Regions from separate parts of the Mus musculus genome. Here region 2 is linked to region 1. Evidence: chromatin contacts called from public Hi-C data. All regions are on one chromosome and are shown on one strand. Each heading gives the region's core, a stretch centred on a gene start, on an enhancer-like site or on the middle of the called end of the contact. The rest is flanking DNA. Distances are from core to core; before and after follow the strand shown.

Evidence for each region. A called contact is a pair of places that touch in the nucleus more often than the background predicts.
Region 2: a contact with region 1 is called in a Hi-C map of the N1E-115 cell line, with 34 times the contacts expected there. The contact joins two enhancer-like sites. A contact is called at or near these places in 7 of 484 Hi-C or Micro-C datasets (the AML12 cell line, the G1E-ER4 cell line, the N1E-115 cell line and 4 more) and 1 of 115 datasets of contacts at active chromatin or transcription factors (craniofacial prominence).

What each region holds. Positions count from the first base shown.
Region 1 is chr1:186,181,038-186,185,370 of GRCm38.p6, forward strand. No RefSeq gene overlaps it. Among named protein-coding and RNA genes, the nearest start is that of Gm35201, 45 kb to the left of the region's middle. Within about 2 kb of position 1,759, at least 99 of the 459 cell types and tissues checked have an H3K27ac peak or open chromatin away from gene starts, as enhancers often do. A contact at or near this core is called in the N1E-115 cell line, where this site is marked.
Region 2 is chr1:186,285,601-186,289,933 of GRCm38.p6, forward strand. No RefSeq gene overlaps it. Among named protein-coding and RNA genes, the nearest start is that of Gm35341, 120 kb to the right of the region's middle. Within about 2 kb of position 2,346, at least 12 of the 459 cell types and tissues checked have an H3K27ac peak or open chromatin away from gene starts, as enhancers often do. A contact at or near this core is called in the N1E-115 cell line, where this site is marked.

The DNA.
Region 1 (4,333 bases), core at 509-3,008:
GTCCCATCAAATCAGACATAATCTTAGTTTACTTAAAGAGACCCTGAAGCTGGTAGCTCACTTTACAGATGGCACGCTGTGCTGTGGAAGAGAAGTCTCCCCACAGGTAGGAACCTAGAACCAGTGGAAATTGTTAAAATGCTACTTTAAAGTAAACTCTACTATTGAGACATTTGAAAAAGACACTAAGCCAGTGTTGAATCAGGCTCGGCCCCACTCCAGTCACCCCATGTTGTGCAAAACAGTGGTCCGTGCCCTGCCTTGAGAGAGACTGTTTCACCTGCAGCTTTTGAATCCAGACTGAAGATGAAGGATGATTGCGCACTTCAGTGTACATACAAATGGCTCGCTCTGTCAGCCAATGAGGCACAGGCTGATGAATGATTGGTTCCTGGAAGGAGAAAACATGCTACCATATGTAATTAAGGTACATTGAGATGATCTAAGCACATGAGCTTATTTCAATCATATCAGGAAAGCACCCAGCCTTAGGAAAGAGGAAACTTCCTCACCTGGAACATATAATACTGCCATGTACAGTGGTGACTCTGCTGATCTGTCACCTGATACCTTGTGTGTGCTTTAAAGGGACAACAGGCAGGGAACATTCCAGCATCCCAGGGTCTTCAGCTTGATTTGCCTTCACTGGTGACACAGTCTGTTTTAACTGTTCTCTCTGTTTGCTATTTGTACAGTGTAGAATTCTGCAGTGGTAGCCATGTGTAACCTAACATAAGTTTTATGTCTATATAGTATTGATATATTTACTGTGTAGTGTGTGTGTGTGGTATAATTGCTGTTGTAATGTGTGATCTGAGCTTAGAATAAAAGAACCTATTTCTTCAGCCAGCTACCTGGAGACTTTGGGACTCCTTGACAAATGTTGCCAATAAAACCAACCTAGCTGATTGTTATTTAATAAAGCCCAGCACTGTGAAAAGATACAAATGTGGCTGTGTTTACAAGTCAGCGAGCTCACAGCAGTTCGCCCAGATCTCTCCTTTTCAGAGATGGTGATAAAGCTATATTGACTTCGTAAAACAGATAAAGAAATTGGAGTGAGAAATACAAGATATTGAGTCAGCACAGCCAGGGATCAAGATGTTCCCTGGAGTCTTTTTGTGTGATCACGTCCCATAGCCAAGTTCACTTATCCAAGAGGAACAAGTGATTAGCCAGTTCTTTTTTTCTTTCTTTCTTTCTTTTTTTTTTTTTTTTTAAATGAACTTTGGCACTCAGCAAAATGAATGTGGAAGACATATGGCTGGGTCCTGTGGCCAAAGTCAGAATTGAAAATTTTTCCCTTTCAGGTCGTTGGCAATCTAGCTTGAGAGCCCCTGGCCAGCTAGAGGTTTGTCCTCTCTCTGTCCTGTGTTCTGCTTAGCATTTCTTTGGCTCTTTCTGAATCAGTGAATGATATCTGCCTTTACAGTAGAGAGAAATTTGTCATTTTGAGATTGGTAATATGTCAGCGACTCCATGCCCTACCTACAGCACACGCTAGCTGCAGGGACTGTGGGAGCAGGCACCGTGCCTATCTCCATGTCTACAGGAGTAGACAACAACGTCCTCCCTAACTCCTGACCCCTGCAAAGGGCTTCCCCGAGATGAGAGCTGCGCTACACAGTTATTTATGAGACGTTAACCTTCGATCATTTCCAAGGCACAACAAAGCCTTCTTCTCTGGGTTACTTATTTATTTATGCCAGCATTACAGTACTTCATTATTGCCACAGGGGGAACCGTCGGCTTAATTTTGCTTCGGAGACAGTGCTGCTGAAGTCATTCGGCTAATGATTTATGCCCCGCGTGACTGGGCAGTCGTCTGTGCTTGCTGATTATATCTTGTTTACTGTTTATAACCAGCAGTCATTATGCCACCGAAGGCCCCTGCCAGCTCACCGCGTTTATTTATCCCTGTGGATCTTTAGATACGCTGGTTAGTATAGAAAACTTTTGAATGGTTTAGTATTTTTTAAAAGCCCCAGAAGCTGTGAATTAAACCACTGTGCTCTCTGCCTCACGGGAGAAAGAGTTTGTTGAGAGTGAGCGGTGAACAGCACGCCCCCATCCCCCAGCTCTCCTGCTTGCTTCTGGTTTGATCAGAAAGAAAGCCTGAGTGCTTTTCAGGAATATGGGGCTGTGACTCCGTCATCAGTTTTGGGTTCTGAGATCACAGGTTTTTCCCCTTGGCTGCCGCAGATTTTACCATATTAAGGAAACAGTTTGCTTAGAGAAATGCTGCACGTGTATACAGGTATACAGGCTAGGTTTGGTGGCTGGCAGGACTCACCCATTTAGCCCTGGGGCCAGCCTCTGTGAACAAAACCTTTACAACCAGCCTGCAAGATTTTTTTTTCTTTGTTCTGAGATGCACAGGGCAGATGAACCACATGGACAGGCAGAGAAAGGGACGGTTTGTATAACGTGGCAACATGTTTCCGCACTGGGAGGTGGCGAGGCATCCTTCACTCTGATTTGTGAGACAAATTCCCTCCTCGATGGGCGCTGGAATTCACCAATGAGTCTAAATGGTCTATAAGCCCCAGGCACCTGCCTAGATCTGCTCCTCAGGGCAGAGAATGACACCACACCTGACTTTTCTACTAAGGGGTTGGGGATCTGAACTCTGGTCCTCACGTTTGCCTGGCAAGCTCTTTACCCACTGAGCTATTCTGCTTGCCCTTTGCAACGATCATGTACAAATGCCTGTCTTGACACTGTTCCCACTCAGAGAGAAGGAAGGAAAACCTTACTGTTCTTGTGAGCAGCCGCAGACCAATCTGGATGACTGGTTCTGAACTTAGCTTTCTCCATCGAAGCTGTTGGCTGCCGAACCCTCCCCGCTCCTCCCCCCACTTTCCTTTGCTTTTACTTTTACATAGTTCTCTCTCTCTCTCTCTCTCTCTCTCTCTCTCTCTCTCTCTCTCTCTCTCTCTCTGCCCCTGGAATAGCTTCATATCTCTGCTCCTTAGTCAGCCAGTTCAGCCTGGTCACAGAGCTGCTTTCTCTGTAGACTGGTGATCCAGTTGAACAATGAGTGCTTGCCCAGGGAACTCAGGCACCTCACATTGAACAAAACACAGGGCACAAGGCAAGAGTTGTTTCTGACAACAGGTTTAGATATGAGAATAAAATCCCTCAACTGCTATAATGCATGTGGACAATTCAACCAAAAAAAAAAAAAAATCAGGAATTGAGTACATCAGTTTGTACGTAGAGAGCCAGGGCCAGTCTCTAAGGATGGGAACAAAACTGTTCCCATGTTTCAGTGTTATAATTTGAACATCTGTATATAACTTTAGTCCCAGAGAGTCCCCTGACACTGTCTTCTATATCAAAAACGGCCAGACACAAAAAGGAAATATATGTGATGTGTGTGTGTCTGCACGTGCGTGTGTGTCTTTAAAACACAAACCAAAGAGTAATAACAACTGTTTGATTCTCCTCATGACTCTATTTTCCTCACACAGATGCAAACCTTGAGCATAAATATTTGCAATATTATAACACATGGGGATATGGAAGCCATCTTATTTAGACATCATTTCTCCCTGGAAATACTATTCTGGTTTGTCAGGAGTTTTCGTTCATGTGTGTTTTCATTTAGTCTTATAATTACTCCTTCTAAGAAAGTAAAATGAAACTAACAAATTTTGGTGCAAATTACTCTGAAACGTCATTAAAGAATTTTATCACTATTTTAGAAATGGAATCTTATACAGCTTACCTCAGATAGCTGGCCAATCTTTTCTGCTTTTAAAATTCAAAATGTAACTAAATTACAAGTTATTTCAAAGTCTCTCTCTCTCTCTCTCTCTCTCTCTCTCTCTCTCTCTTTCTCTCTCTCTGCCTCTCTCTCAAACACACAGATACATACACAGATACACACAGACAGACACAAAGATACACAGACACACACAAACACAAAGATACACAAACACAAACACAGACACACACAGAGACACACATACAGACACACACAGACACACACACACACAGAGACAGACAGACACACACACACAAGGCAAAAGCAAGTAAATGAAAGAAATCACCAATATTACTTGGGCACACACCGCTGCGCACTCAGTCTTTCCTTTTCAATTTTTATTGTTTGAAACATTTTTTAAATTTACATATACTTGATCTTACTCTTCCCCTTTCCCAAGTCCCCCAAGATCCTGTCTCACCTAGTACCCACCCAAGTTTAAGTTCAGTTCTTAAACAGAGAGCTCAGGAGTGAAGTCTTCCACGTGGGCAGTCATAGCGGCAGAAAGCCCCCATGGAGCTGTGACTTCCCACAACTCTCTGAAGCCTCAGCATCAAGTGAATA
Region 2 (4,333 bases), core at 1,096-3,595, 110 kb after region 1:
ATCCTGAGTGAGGTAACCCAATCACAAAAGAAAATTAATTTTTCTATGAATATTTAAATCTAACATAGTTGGGCCTGGAGAGATGACTCAGTGCTTAAGGGCACTTGCTGCTCTTACCAAGGACACAGCCAGGTTCCAGTCCCACCATCCACACAGGGCCTGATAGCCATCTGTAAACGCCAGTTCCAGGGTTCTGATGCCCTCGTCTGGCTTCTGAGGGCACATGAGTACACACTAAGTGTACTTATGTGCCTGCAGGCAAAACACATAGATAAAAATTTTTTAAAGTTTTAAAATTAATAACAGCTGAAAAAATTTAAAGCATTTTATCACTATCAATCAGTATCTCTGCAATATTATAATGTTTCAGGGCAGAGATTTACCCATGACTTGCCTTTAAATTTCCTATCAAGATTTCTAATGTCTTGAAGAAAGAAAATCCTGAAAACATCACTTACTACTGGAATGTTCTATTAGCTAAACATAGTGGTGAATACTTGCAATCTCAGCACTGAAGAGAGAAAAACAGAAGGACCAGGAGTTCAAGGCCAGCCTCTGCTATGCAGAGGATTCAAGCCCGGACTATATGTGACCCTGTCTCAAACTAATCAAGAATGCACTCTTACATGGCTTCCTCAAGCTACTAAGGGTACAAAAGCTACGTTTTAGTGACTCCTACTGTTTGATAATTCCATGCATACATATATCTTTATTTCATTCATAAACTTTCACATCTTAAAGGAGCTGTTTGGTGGCTGCATGGTTGTGGCTTTCAGAGCTAAACTAATAGTATTAATATAGCTTGAAATTTCCATTTCTTCACAAGCATATGAAATACCAAGGCTCCTTTTAGACAGCTAATATGCAGTTTATTGATATTTACAACATGTTGTAAAGCTAACCACAAGCACAAATCCTCTGCATCCCTACCAAAAACCAATCAAAAGGAAGATAATTGAGTTAGCCTCCTCGTGACTGAGCACAGCATGTCCACATTAACAAATTTACTAATGGGGTAGTCATGCGTTGTTCTCAGGACGTGGGTTACTGATTCCACAAAACAGAGTAAAACAGGCACAGTAAGATCAACGACTAACACATGAATAGCTATTCTTGCCAATTGTGTGAAGGAGAGGAGAGGGAGAGAGAGAGAGAGAGAGAGAGAGAGAGAGAGAGAGAGAGAGAGAGAGAGAGAGAGAGAGAGAGAGAGAGAGAGAGAACAGTGCCTAGAAAGTAGAGTCAGCTGACCTTGAACAGCGTCAGAATATATCTACCTCAGATCTGTGTGATTTGGATAAGCCACTTGCTCTCTGTGACCCTCACTTTATTCAACTGGGCAATAAAAATGATCTCCTGAGGGTTCATGGGAAAGAAAACATCATTGATGTCAGAGGCTTTAAAACACCTCCATAGATGTCAGGATGCTCATAAAAAATCTCCCCAGAGAGGAGGAAAAGCTCCATTGTCTATGGGAAGGAGGGGGGGGCTCCCTTCATTTCTACTAGATGTGGGTGAACACTTCTTAACAGAGCTTTAAGCTGTATAGTTTCAAAATGTTGTAAAGTTGTATTTGGTTACAGGCATGGCATGATCTAGTCATGAAATGGGCACTGTCAACTACAGGTTGACAGTGTCACACAGACAGCCCCTTTCTTCACCAACCATCAAGAAAGTTCTATTATGAGAAAATAGGAAGAGGTTTTTAAGAGTTGAAAAAATATGCAAGGAAATGTTTTCCTCTTTGAGTTGGAAAATATGAGACCATTTAAGCGTCACAAGGCTATTTGGTTTTAAACCATAACTGTCTCTTCCCTCCTGACTCAACTTAAAATCTGATTATCATAATGGGTAGTGTCTTTGTGCCTCTCAAGATCTGATTTTCTGGTAGATACAGGGGGACCCCTTAGGGAACGGCACCCAAACCTCTGCTCTTACAAGCCACATCTATTTCTAGCGCAGAGATGTCCAGCTCTCGTCTCTGTCCCTGAGCTGCACTTGCTTGCTCCTTAGCCACTACCAATTACGTTTTGTCTGAGAGCTATGATCTATTAGTTATCCGCCCCCACGGTGGCTCTGATAAAATACCCCAAGGAGAAACAGCTTAAAGGAAAACCAGTTGGCTTCTGACTCACAATCCCGGAGGGGTAGAGTACAGGGTGGTGGAGACAAGGCAGAAAAAGAAGGGGGTGGAGGGGTGCAGGGGCGAGGACTGGGACTTGGTTATTCTCATTTCATCTACACACAGGAAGCAGAGAGAGAATGAGAATCAAGACCAGACTGTAAAACCTCAAAGCCAGTGCTCAGTGCTATACTTTCTCTAGCGAGGTTCCACTTCCTAAATGTTTCCATTACGTCCCTTTGTAGTTTCCCTCCGCAGCGATGTGGAGGAGAAATACCACTGTAGTTGTGTGTATTTAGACACTTACTTGGTCCTCAATGGGTGGTGCTGTTGAGAAGGCTATAGAACATCCATCGCTGATGTGTCTGCTGTAAGTTTGGAACCTGAGAATTAGTCATGGCCAACCGTTAAACTCAGCTTATGCTCAAAGTTGGAACGGACATCTGATTAAATGAGCCTTGAGCTGAACTGCTCATCGTTTACAGAGGAGTAATGCTAACATTTTTCAGTTGTTTTAAAACCCAGTGAGAACTTCTGAACAGAAACCAAACCTATATTTTTGAAAACCACTGACCCGGAATAAAATGAGAGCATTGGAATATTTTCTGGAATAAATTTGAACCAAATTGATATTTTGCTAGATCCAAGTCCCTAGTTAAGATAAAGTGTGTGGTCATGTACCATAACAGAGTTAAGTAGCCCACCCAGAGATTAAATATGTGGCCTTTCTCTCATTAGTTCTATATTTTATAAGTAACACAACGGTCATGTCATGACTTCTACAGAGCACTTCACTATGAAAGGAGAGAGAGGAATAATTTTATATGAGGGAAGAGGAGCAGAGTTTGAATCTAAGAAGTTTCTGTAATTCACGCAGGCTCATGGTGAATACCCTCATAGTGAGGGAGTTTGGACCAGTGTTTTCTTTTGGGCACTGTATGACAAAGAAGAAGAAGTTGCAAAACCAAAACTTCAACTGTATGTATTCATTAATTTGAAGATGTCGTACTTTGGGAATAATAGCTATTGTTGGTATTGCTGACTGTCAAGTGCTAAGAGACTATCAAACAGGCTTGCCATTCTCCTTACCAAAGATGCCAACTCAAGATCTAGTTGGTGATATACCTAGCAGGTAAAGAAACCTGTAACCAAGTCTGAGGACCTGAGTTCTATTCTTGGGAAACACATGGCAGGAGAGAACCGGCCGCCACACGTTGTACTGGCACCACCACACCTGCGTTGTGAATGCATGTGCAAGCACATGCAAACTAAGTAAATTAATCTAGTGATATATCTAAAAACTCTAATTACTTTTATGCAGTTATGGATTCAAATCAAAGTCATTATTTTTGCTTAAGAACTAAGGAAGTGAGAGGCAATCGCACTTTTCATTTTCTTCATGCTAGGACCTCTGGAAGAAATTTGGATGTTTCCCCAAATATTTCAATAATTTTTTTCTATTAATTAATTTATTCTATGTGAATGGCTATTTTGGCTGCATGTATATCTATGTGTCATGCTTGAGTGTAGTGCCCGTAGGGGTCAGAAGAGAGCATCAGGGGGTCTGGAACTGGAGTTGCAGACAGACATGAGTGAGTCATCATGTGTGTGCTGGGAAAGGCCCCTGGGTGCTGAGTCATCTCTCTAGGCCAGTACATGTTTTCTGTATGTCTGAGTTTGTCATCTTTTCTGCCTTGGAGCCTAGATCAGGTCATCAAGGTTGGCTTAGGCACTGGGTCTGTCCGGGTGAGAGACACCTGAGTAGTAGCTTCACTCACACCTACTCCTGCCATTGATTGAGGAAAAACAGGGTTAGCTCTGTGTCTCCAGTGAGTTACTAAATTTTGTCATGCTCCTTACATAAAATAATTTCAGAACCAAAGAGGTTTATCCTTCTTAGTTGTGTCTCACCTCCCCAAGCCCCACAGCACAATACAAACACACAGCAGTTGCTCTATTAAGAAATCCATTCATGAAAAACAATTGTCCAAATTACTGCAATTAACCAATGTGGTTTTTCTTCTCCGCAACAGCTTGCAAAGTAATAGCAATGGGGTGGCTTCATTTAAGTACTGAACCTTTTGATGTTAAAATCGTTTCCAAGTAGCAGATAATTGTTTTAAACATACAGGACATAGGTGTTTGTGTGTTTTCTCTTTAATAACACACACACTATTTCAATTCATTCTCCTGGCCCTCTGGGCTTCTCTCCTG